2 separate regions of the Acanthopagrus latus genome follow, and region 2 is linked to region 1. The links are chromatin contacts, called in public Hi-C maps. All regions are on one chromosome and are shown on one strand. The core of a region is the stretch at or near the end of the contact, and the rest is flanking DNA. Distances in the headings are between cores, read along the strand shown. Region 1 holds the start of LOC119026755 (zinc finger protein 271-like). Region 2 holds the start of LOC119026729 (zinc finger protein 239-like).

Evidence for each region. Hi-C and Micro-C count contacts between places; a contact is called where the count stands out from the background.
Region 2: a contact with region 1 is called in a Hi-C map of liver, with 4 times the contacts expected there. The contact joins the promoter of LOC119026729 here to the promoter of LOC119026755 in region 1. A contact is called at or near these places in 2 of 4 Hi-C or Micro-C datasets (liver and muscle).

The regions. Positions count from the first base shown.
Region 1 is chr10:409,701-415,433 of fAcaLat1.1, reverse strand. LOC119026755 (zinc finger protein 271-like) reads right to left here and starts at 3,316. Exons shown (of 3, transcript XM_037111295.1): 1 at 3,087-3,316. The coding sequence starts at 3,278.
Region 2 is chr10:556,719-563,141 of fAcaLat1.1, reverse strand. LOC119026729 (zinc finger protein 239-like) reads left to right here and starts at 2,796. Exons shown (of 3, transcript XM_037111251.1): 1 at 2,796-3,110; 2 at 3,342-4,397; 3 at 6,332-6,423. The coding sequence starts at 4,332. It also overlaps the pseudogene LOC119026720.

The DNA.
Region 1 (5,733 bases), core at 2,067-4,566:
TATCTAGAGTAGGGTTCTTGCGGTCCGGTGGGTGAGCTGCAGTTAGTTTGATTTTGTGCTAACAGACTGAAACAGTATTTGTCAGGCAGAGAGAAGAAGCAGCATGTTGCTGGTTTGCAGGAGCCTGAGAGTAGCTGATTAGCTCGGCTCCACAGGAGGTGCTTCTGTCTTTAATAAGTTTGACACTTTAATTAACAAATAAAGTTTTCTGAATTGAATTGAATGATGTTCAACGAAGTGTCACTGAACTAGTCAGACTGAAGTGCACAGGAGTAAACTCAGTAACGAGTTGGTGCAGCTAACACTGCTGCTCATTACTGTTCAACATCATTTTGGTAGCTGCTCCTGTTCGTCCTCTCAAAGTTACAGCATTACACTGTAATGCAGCACTTTCTGTAACACTTCAAAATAAAAGTATATAGTTTAGTTTATAGTATAGTTTAGTATTTCAGTGGACAGAAACCTTCCATTTCTTAACAAGGCTTTTATTGTGAAACAGGTGTTGAGAAAGATTCACCTACTTCATTTTGATGTTAAACTTTACAAAAACAAGAAGTTTAATCGTTGAGAGAAATAAAAGATGACTTGTCACAGTTGACCTGATGGACTGTAGTGCTGCTCTCATTATGCTCCTCTCGCCTGAATCTCGTTTGATATCTAGTAGTGATGTATGGTATTAATGACTGATGACTAACAAGGTCCTACTTCGCTTCATGTCACCCCCTCGCTCTGTCCCACAACTTCCTGTCTAATCCTTCAGATAGCAAATAAACACCCAAAAAATATCTTATGAAAATATCAATATCCGACTTTGAACCAGTCTCCTTAGTGACCAAACCATGTAATTACATCGCCATGTGTAAAACAAGCTAACGTTGTGAGAGAAGTGTTTTCACTGGGCTGCTCCAGGTTTTAATGTAAAGTCCTTGTTTAGCAGCCATTTTCCTCCGACATCACGCTCAGAGTGCCGCTCTGTTCAGCTCATATAAACAAAGAGAATCTCACAAACTGTTCTCATCACTTGGAGGTCGAGCAGCAGCTGTAAAGTTACTGCACAGTGAAACCTGGAGGGGCATCCCGACATATCTTGAGGTAAAAAAACATATTTGATAACCCGTTAGCTAACGTTAGCATTCAGCTACTTCCTAGCTAACAATAATGTCTGATTACATGCAGCGTGTTTCACCTCCAGGATTAAAGAAATGTGTCCAGCAGTATGTTAGCATGGAAGTGGTTGATTGCTAATGTTAGCTGCTGTCTAACAGAAGCTAACGACTCATCAGATGTTGCTGTACTTTGACATTTGTCCCTTCAGACTTTCACTATTTGTTGTCTTTTCAGTTGCTGATCAATCAGGATAAAAATGATTCTTTAAACCATCAGCGTGATGTCACAGGAAAACATCCGCTGTGTGACGACGACGGACTTCTTTTATACAACTTCTTATTTATGTTTGTGTCTGAGAGAAGCTGAAGAAGTTCTGTCATAAATCCACATTTCTGACAATAAACTCTCAGATTCTGTTTGTTTTGGTTGATTGTTCGACACATTGAAGTGTTTTGTCATCAGACGACCAGATTACAACATGAAGTCTTCACCTGCCGTGACAGAGAGCTGGAGTCAGATACACACAGATAAAGTGCTGATCCGGTCTGAACTGGGTCAGAATCTCACACAATGTTTGTCAGTTTGTTGACATTAAATTCAAACCTCATGTAGTTTAGTGTTAAATCTCAGTGAACTACATCGTCTCATCAGCACGGCACCAGAACCAACATGGAGCCAACTGGGTCAGAAAAGGTTCTGAACAAGATGAACATCACAATAAATCTGCTCATACTGACAACGGCAGTTCTGGTTCTGTTCTGTGAGCTGATATACAGGAGCAGCTCTACAGTGTTTAAGACTCTGTGACGTCTTTAATGACGACGTGTTTTCAGTCTGAAGACAAACTGACAAACATCACATGTGACTGATGACGCCGTTCAGACCGGATCAGTACTTTATCATCTCTCTACTGGAACACATCCGGTCCTGTGGGTCCACCAGAGGGCCGTGACTTCAACTCTCTATATCTGCAGGGACTCTGAAATTATTGAACTGTATTCTGGATTATCACAGAACATAAGCTGAAGGTTCTGATCCGTCCAGGTTCTGTGTGTCCAGATAATCTCCACAGATGAACTCTGTGATGTGTGAAGCTACATTAACTGTGTAGCAGTAAGAAGCTAATGCTAGGCTACAAACAGACGACATCACGGTCACATGACTGAAACGTCTCCACCACTAAGAGTCTACTATCCAGGTTTTCTATAAACTGATCAATGAACAAGTTGTAAAGTCAGAGTTAGAACAGTGTGGAACTAAAGTGGCCTGTAAAGACGGACTAGTGAGTAGATGAGTCTCCGTGTTGCTGTGAGGACGTTTAATGTCCCCGACAACCTCTGTAGTCTCATTCAGACACTTGTTAGCAACCGCTAACTGTTGTTAGCACATGAAGAGCTTCAGGATTAAACTGTGGGACATTAATGATGAATAGAACCTGTAACATGTTCAGCCTGATACCTCACAGCTTATTACACACATTCAACTGAAAACACATCAACAGACTCTGAGACGAGAGGACACAAAGTGCTAACATGCTAACATGCTAACAGATGTCTGGTTTCAGGATGAGGTCGTTGTTATTCTACTGATGAAGTCTGATCGATTAATTAAACGTCCTGAGACACGAGGTCCGAACTGACACAGACGGGACTACGTGTTGGATGTGCTGAGACTGTATGACAAGCCGTTTTAACATTATTCGACCACACTCCTCTCTGTAATTGCATTTTAGAGCCATAACAGCATTTCTCCTAGTCAAAACTGTATTCTCACTAGTCAGAATGGATGGATATCTGATGGATATCTGAAATGTTCTTTTAGACTAGTAAGAACTGAATTAAAGATATCGGCAATACATATCCAGTCTAGCTATTAAATGTTAAACGGCCACTTAGACACTGATGCTGCAGCTAACAGGCTACACACACACACACACACACACACACACACACACACACACACACGGTTCAAACACTCACCTTCGTGGTAGCACTCATCTTCTTCATCTTCTTCTTCTTCTTCTTCGTCTTCTTCACTCTACCTTCAGTCCTGTAGTCACAAAATGGCTGCGGTGGCTCCTCCTCCTCCTCCTCACTCCGCTCTGTGGACGGGAGAAAGCACAGACATGCACATAGACGCCTGCTTCTGCGATACGTCGACGTCGCCGCCATCTTGGATGTGGCAGCTCCGCCCCGTGAACTAATACAAGTAAACAGAGTGAACTTTATAAAGATCCTTCTACAAAGTGCTGTAAGTTAATGTCTCTGATTTACACATTCACATACGTACGGATACATTCAGGAAACACAGAGGAACCAAAAACAATGTCTGGAACGTTCTCTGATGATTATAAACATGAACTACTCCGTATATACAGGTCGGCACCAAACCACAGGATGGATTTTATAATGTTTTATTTGAGTGTTTACAGCTGCTGATGTCTGTAACTCTGTTACTGTGATGATACATGACGGTTAGATATTGAATCCTTCCATAATAACCACATCCTGACGTGTAAATGTGAATTATTATTATCTGTGTGAATGAAAAGCACCAATGTCGTTTTTATAAATACAGTGATTTCCAATGATCTAAGTACTAATAATAACAATCATGGCGACAAAAAATGAACAAAGTCTGCAAATCAAGATCAGAAACTGCAGCAGCAGTACAGAGATATACTCCGTGACAGATCATTATAACACATGATAATGTATACAAGAACATTTAATGGTAAAAGTAAAGTTGCAGTAGGATACTATTATAAATATGCACCATATGGTTTTATTATTATTAGTAGTAGTAGTATTTTTCTGCATATTCTTGACTTTGAATGGGAGCATCTGTAATGCTGCAGTTTCTCGTTGGGCATCAGTGAAGTATTTCTGATTCTGATTCATGTATCATGAAGTCAGCTGTCCATATTTAAACCTAAATTTAATGAAACAAGTTGACATTATGGTGGACAGACGTCACATTCACATGTCAGGATCTGGTTATTATAGACACAGATTAAATATTTAACTGTCATGTATCATCACAGTAACAGAGTTACAGACATTAGCAGCTATAAACACTCGTATACTGAACATATCAGAGTAGTTAATGTTTATGATCACCACAGAACGTTACAGACGGTGTTTTGGTTCCTCTCTGTTTCCTGAATATATCTGTATGTATGTAAGTGTGTAAATGAGACATTAACTTATAGCATTTTGTAGAAGCAGCTTTATAAAGTTCCCTCCATTGACTCGTATCAGTTCACGGGGCGGAGCTGCCACATCCAAGATGGCGGCGACGTCGACGTACAGTCCAGCGCTCAGTGACGCGTCTATGTATACATGTCTATAGGAGAAGGACTGAGCTCCCAGCCGATCGCTTCTGCGCATGCGTGAAAAGGGGTCCTGCCTATCAGAGAAGGTGACCGACACTGTGCCTGTTCAAAATGACCGACTCACTGTCTGATGGGTGTCCTATAAACAAAACACAGTTACAGACACAACAAACAATCAATAAATTATGGAAATAAATCATCATGAAAGTCACAGATTTGCCCTGCTGGGAAAAAACAGCATGCAGCACCAAATCACAACATATGCTGGTCTTGCTAGTGACTTTTCACCAGCAAGACCAGCTTATGTTGTGTTTGGGTTCTGGATGCTGTTTTTCCAGCAGGGTGTACAGCTGCAAATGTCAGTTAATTTAACAAGATGCCCAGAGCATCCACTCATAGAGGTAAAGAACAGATAAAAATAATTTAAGAAAGGAAGAGATCAGAAATGAAACCAGGAGAGATCCAGGCAGACCCACTGTGATGAGGATGTCAGAGTCCAGGTGTGGATGGAAAACAAGGACAAAAGGAAATATGCTGATATGTTCAACGAAAGGGCCCCAGATCTTCTTAAACCTGGAGTTTATTGTATTTCCTCTGAGTGGAGACCAGAAACCAGGTCGCTCAGTCATGTCTTGAACCAGGGAGGACGTAATGACTTCCATCTCTCAGACTGACCTCAGCAAACATAAGAGCTTGTTGTAGAGCGGAGGGGAGAACGAGTGAGTCATTAGAACAGCACAATATAAGAATAATGTAAGAATAAGAACTCTGCTGCCAGGGTCCTCACCTGCACCAAGCCCAGGCAACACATCACCTCCACTCTCATCCACCTTCACTGGCTCACAGTTAAATCGTGCATCACTTACAAAATTCTCCTCCTGATCTATAAATCTCTCTTCCCTCGCCCCCCAATATCAGTCTGACCTCCTCCACCCCTACACCCAGACCTGGACGCTGGGCTCATCAGGCACACACCAGCTCTCCATCCCTCACACCAAACTACAAACCCTCGGCCACAGAGCCTCCTGTGTGACAGCCTCCGCTCTCTGGAACAAAATCCACAAACACACTTCTCTGGAGACTTTCAAAAGAGACTTAAAAAGTCTTTTTGATAAGGCCTATCGGCTGTAGATCCAGCCAAATCAATCAACTTTTCTATTTTTTATCTCTTATGTATTTTTGGTTTATTCATTTATCCTTTGTTCCATTTTGTTAAGTGTCCTTTGGTACCCTGAAAGGCGCTATAAAAATAAATGTATTATTATTATGATTATGATGATGATTATTATTAT
Region 2 (6,423 bases), core at 1,547-4,046, 150 kb before region 1:
AGTCATAATTGCAGAATTAATGAGTGGTTCACTGAAACACGTTGGTACCACACAAGTTCCGACAGATCTTCACTCCTGCATCATGTGAGTGACGGGAGAGATGGAGGTCACCGGCTCGGACAGCAGAATCTCCACGGGGGTCTCAGAGATGCGGTTTCTCTTGCAAATTTGCTCGTGGGATTTAAGGCCACCAGTTCTCGCAAAGCCTTTCCCACACTGGTCACAGCCGTATGGTTTCTCCCCGGAGTGAACAATATAATGTCTTTTTAAACCGCCTGGATTAGAAAAGGCTTTGTCACATCGCTCACAGGGGTAGGGTCTTTCTCCTGTGTGAATGTATTGATGTAGTTTTAGATGATTTGGCAGAAGGAAACTTTTCCCACACTGGTCACACTGATGCGGCTTCTCTCCGCGGTGTATTTTAAGGTGGATTGACCAGCTGCTTTGAGTCGTGAAGGTTTTCTCACAGTATTCACAGCTGTATGGTTTCTCTCCTGTATGCAAACGACGATGGATCCGAAAGTAACCTCGAGTTGAGAAAGCTTTTCCACACTGGTCGCAGCTGTAAGGTCTCTCTCCAGTGTGAACACGTTTGTGGATGTTCAGGTCACCTGACGTTAAGAAGGCTTTGCTACACTGGTCACAGCCGTACGGTCTCTCTCCAGTGTGAGCGCGGCGATGGACTCTGAGGTCACCCGTTGTTCTGAAGTGTTGGCCACATTCCTCGCAGCCGTACGGTTTCTCTCCCGTGTGAATGCGTTGATGGATTTTCAGCGTAGCCTTAGATAGGAAAGACTTCCCACACTCATCACAGCTGTGTGAATCCTTTGGTGGGTTTTTAGGGAAGCGGATGTAGCAAAAGTTTTCCCACACTGATCACACCCATGTGGTTTCCCTCCGGTGTGACCTCTCAAGCCAACTGATTTCTTTGGTGATGTTGGTATTTTGTGTGACTGCTCCTGTCCCTTTGATCCTCCCTGTTTCTATGGCAACAGAAAGAAAGAGACAGTGAGATGAACTATTCAAAACATTAAATGATCTTTAAGTCAACATGAGAAAATCATCCACTGATCCTCCAGAAGTCCAACTGTTGCAGCTGCAGACAGAGACATCAAAGTCCAGACAGAAGGCTGTTTTACATCAGGTGTCACATGATGTGAAGTTCTGTACGTACAGCAGCGTCCAACAGTTTGACGCCACGCTGACGAGCTCTCTAACTGTCCTGTTAACCTGAACCAGAACGTCTGAGAATGACAGCAGAGTTTGGACCTGGTGAAACCAGGTGCTGAAAGATGTGTTCAGACTGCACCCTGACCCAACAGAACCCACAATGAGCCCAAACACACCTCAGAGCTCTGACACAGCTACATGAAGAGTTTGGTTCTTCTCTAAAACTACAGAATGCTCCTTTAAGAGGATCCTCGTCATGGACTCCATCTTCACAGTTTACACCATCATCCTCCACTTCCCCCCTCAGCTGGTCAGAACCCTCCTCCACCCTCAGCCTGACCTCTGCACTCCACCTCCACAATTATCCCCCAGGCCAAACGACTCACTTTGGCTGAATGCTGTCGAGACGACCCCGTCCAACACCTCCAACAAAGCAGACACCAGGAGAACAAAAGAGGATGCTCACCTCCACCATCATGAAGGGGGAGGAGAGACCAACACTTCACACCTGGATGAAAAGGCCCAATACAGAGAGCAGCAACAGGCCTGGCTCTGGTTCTACAGGAGTCAGGATGGAGCCCCTGAACCTGGACCCTGGAGATCTGGGTTTATCTGTACTCGTGTTGAAGACTACACAGCTGTTCTCTAGTGTTGCTGAGAACATTAACAGGAGCCAGAACCTGTTGACTTTATTGATTCAATGCTTCAGTAATATTTTGTGCTGCAGCTGATGATCGAATCTTATTTGTCAATAAAAAGTCTGCAAAAGGCTGAAAATGGTGTCAAAATGTTGGTGATCAGAACAGCAGCTGATTATCTGGACTCAGATCTCTGACAAAGATGACAGATGAAGTTTGGACCTGCAGGAAGTTTCTGTTCACAGCAGAAGGAAGACGTGAAGACAAGATGGCCGACAGTAAACAAAAGGTCCAAACACACAGTCACGTTTGTTCTGAACCGACACCAACACGACCAGCAGCAACAGTGAAGCAGAAGTGAAGCTTTCATTTCTTCAGTCTCTTCCAGATGGAACCAGAACCTACAGAGACATTTGACCTGATGACACACAGAACATCCTACATCATGACGTCATGACCACTGACCTGAATGCTGCTGTCGTCAGTGCCCGCGCCTCCTGTTCTTCTGGGGTTCTGGTTCTGGTTCTCCATCGTCCTGCAGGTCTCCTCTGTGTCCTGGATTCTGTCCGGAGCTCTTCAGGCTCACATATAAGAGTGTGACGTGGGGGCGGTCCTGAGAGCCGAGAACGAATCAGAGCAGTGGGCGGAGCTTGACACCTTCTGATCCGACTGAACCGCAGCTGAAGAGAAACAAAAGTCCTGAAATATTAAACTTCAGTCACAGACGACTAAATGATTTAAATCATATTTTATGATTCGTTTCAGGTCAGCAGCCAAGTCAAAACCACCTGGTGTGTTCTCGTGATGTTACCGCGTCTGCTGCGTTCACGGGACCTCGGAACTCTTAACACCTACAGTCTGAACAGCTGCTTGTGGGAGGAATTAACAAGCTTGTTCTTCTTCCTTTTCAAACACACAGAGGGTTTTATCGTCCAGAGCTTCAACTGTGTCATACTGTTCACATGCTTGAAATAAAGCATTCATTCATATTAGCTCGAATGTGTTTTTTAATACGTTAGCTCCGTTTAAATGTTCCCAGAATGCATCCGGATATCCGACCTCTTTTTGTGCCCTGAACGCAGCACAAGTGACGCTGTGTGACCGCGGGAACACGGAGGCCTCGCGAGATTTAGCAGTGCTCCTGTATCAGCCGGAAGTTACCGGACAGAACACGGACCGGGTCACAGAGCAAACCTCCCGGATCCCAGCGACCAGTGGCACCACAAGAACGGAATGGACCCGAACCACCGGAGCAGAGACCCGAACCACCGGAGCAGAGACCCGAACCACCGGAGCAGAGAGGTTCGTGTTGTCGGCTCACTGTCGGTGGTTCTGTTCTGCATGTTTCCAGGTATCGATCCATGAAGCCGACTCATGTTTTAAGGTTCTGTTCTGGAGTTTATGACCATTTTGTGTCATTTTGTCACACAAACACAGAAGCAGTTCAGACAAACACCATCAGATCTGCAGGTTGTTTCCGCCACGTCACTACAACATATCATTGATCTCTTGCGTCACGTGGTGATATTTCAGCTTCTGACCCGGTCCAGTAAACTCGGGCACCTGCAGGCCGATCATCATCATCATCATCATCATCAGTTCAGCTGACCATCGATACTCTGATCAATGAAGAGTTAACAGTTGTTTGATCTTATAATTTAATACAGGGCTGTATTTCCATCAATCAGTGATATTGATATTGATATTGATATTGATGTTCCTCTCACTGAACTGTGTGTGTTATTGTGTGTTGTGAAACAGCCTTTGGAAGACAAACTGACAAACGTGTCGGTTAAACTGTTTAAATGATTCAACAAAGATTTTATGTTTTATGTCATTTGACACTTTTTCTTTGTCTTTTAACAGAAACACTGATATTTGATATTTGCTTCATTGATATTTTGTGCCACAGACTTTTACTTTCTCAGATGTAAACTGACAAATGTTCAGTGTTTTTTTTATTGTTATTATTGGTTCTGTTGATCTTGGTCTGGTTCTTTTGGACCTGGACGAAACCCTCAGACTGAAGAGCAGAAACATCGGACGATGTTGCTGATTTAAAGTTGTGTTTTCAGTGAAAATCTTACATGTTGCAGTTTCAACAGTCGATTATTGATTAGGAAACTCGTTAATGTTCAAACGTCTCTTCTGTTTAAATGAGTTTACTTCATTAAATAAGCGTTTACACAATATTTGTTCTGTGTATCAATACACGTGTGATGTTTTCATGTCTCTGATCAGTTAAAACATTTTAATTCAGAATCAGAAACTGTATTGATGTTTTTGGTACAGATGTTCTGTGCAAAGTAGAAATAGAAATACTGCGTGAATGGAAACAAGAGATAAAGATATAAATGAAATATTAAAGTAGACGATGAAACACAATGTTAAATAATAGAAGAAGAGGGCCATGAACCAATCAGAGCAGTGGGCAGAACAGGACCGCCCCTCACGTCACACTCTTACATGTGAGCCTGAAGAGCTCCGGACAGAATCCAGGACACAGAGGAGACCTGCAGGACGATGGAGAACCAGAACCAGAACCCCAGAAGAACAGGAAGCACATGCTCTGGCGGAAGCAGCGTTCAGGTCAGTGGTCATGACATCATGATGTAGGATGTTCTGTGTGTCATCAGGTCCCTCTACTCTGTTGTTCTGGTCCAGGGTCAGATTTCTAAATGTCTCTGTAGGTTCTGGTTCCATCTGGAAGAGACTGAAGAAATGAAAGCTTGTTGTCACTTCTGCTTCATTGTTGTTGCTGCTGCTCGTGTTGGTGTCGGTTCAGAACAAACGTGACTGTGTGTTTGGACCTTTTGTTTACTGTCGGCCATCTTGTCTTCACGTCTTCCTTCTGCTGTGAACAGAAACTTCCTGCAGGTCCAAACTTCATCTGTCATCTTTGTCAGAGATCTGAGTCCAGATAATCAGCTGCTGTTCTGATCACGTCCAACTTCATCTGTCATCTTTGTCAGAGATCTGAGTCCAGATAATCAGCTGCTGTTCTGATCGTCACCAGTCGCTCAGTCCAACATGGTCTGGTTCTGCTCCTCAAATGTTCCTCTAGACAAAGTGTTTGGTGTTGAAGTGGTTGGCCAAAACAAAACAAAACCTGCAGAGACGCCATTTTGAGCCTTTTGCTGACTTTATTGACAAATAAGATTCATTAATTGATCTCCGCATTATCTCTGGAGCGGTAGTTTGCCAATTCTCCGCCGATGGTGATTCACACAGAGCGAAGCATCTCTACCGCCGTGATATTCACAAAGAGGCGTGATGGTACACATCATGTTGATGACGGTGGTGTTTCCCAGGTGTCCTTCTGTCAATCTAAACCCATGGACAGTTTCTTATGGATGCTTTCACGTTTTTGCACTAAATTACATTATTAATAATCACCATCGGTAAACAGGTCGCTGTCTGACTCTCACTCGTGGGGACGGAGGCTGTTCTCTGGGGGAAAGTTCCCTGAAGTCTCGGTCTGGAGGGCTGTTTTTTGTCAGAAATGTGACGAGGAGTCGGTAGGACAGACAGGAGCACAAACAAAGACAGTTACTATGTTACTGGGACATTTCTCTGTATTTAGTTGAGTAAAGGTCCTGTGTAGTTATCAGATTGTCAGACCATCACGCCCGCGCTCTGCGCCGCTGGCGTATCTGTTCACACTGGGGAGGCTCACCAGTAATGTGCCCTGATACTACCTGCAGAGGTGGATCAGCACCGGAGTGAAGTCCCCCCCGCATCTGAAACTTTCACACAGAGGAGTGTGTGGGGAACTGCCGCATGCAAATGGCAGTGTGAATGGGGCTAGGGTTGGGCCTTTTCATCCAGGTGTGAAGTGTTGGTCTCTCCTCCCCCTTCATGATGGTGGAGGTGAGCATCCTCTTTTGTTCTCCTGGTGTCTGCTTTGTTGGAGGTGTTGGACGGGGTCGTCTCGACAGCATTCAGCCAAAGTGAGTCGTTTGGCCTGGGGGATAATTGTGGAGGTGGAGTGCAGAGGTCAGGCTGAGGGTGGAGGAGGGTTCTGACCAGCTGAGGGGGGAAGTGGAGGATGATGGTGTAAACTGTGAAGATGGAGTCCATGACGAGGATCCTCTTAAAGGAGCATTCTGTAGTTTTAGAGAAGAACCAAACTCTTCATGTAGCTGTGTCAGAGCTCTGAGGTGTGTTTGGGCTCATTGTGGGTTCTGCTGGGTCGATGTGCAGTCTGAACACATCTTCCAGCACCTGGTTTCACCAGGTCCAAACTCTGCTGTCATTCTCAGACGTTCTGGTTCAGGTTAACAGGACAGTTAGAGAGCTCGTCAGCGTGGCGTCAAACTGTTGGACGCTGCTGTACGTACAGAACTTCACATCATGTGACACGTGACGTAAAACAGCCTTCTGTCTGGACTTTGATGTCTCTGTCTGCAGCTGCAACAGTTGGACTTCTGGAGGATCAGTGGATGATTTTCTCATGTTGACTTAAAGATCATTTAATGTTTTGAATAGTTCATCTCACTGTCTCTTTCTTTCTGTTGCCATAGAAACAGGGAGGATCAAAGGGACAGGAGCAGTCACACAAAATACCAACATCACCAAAGAAATCAGAAGTTGGCTTGAGAGGTCACACCGGAGG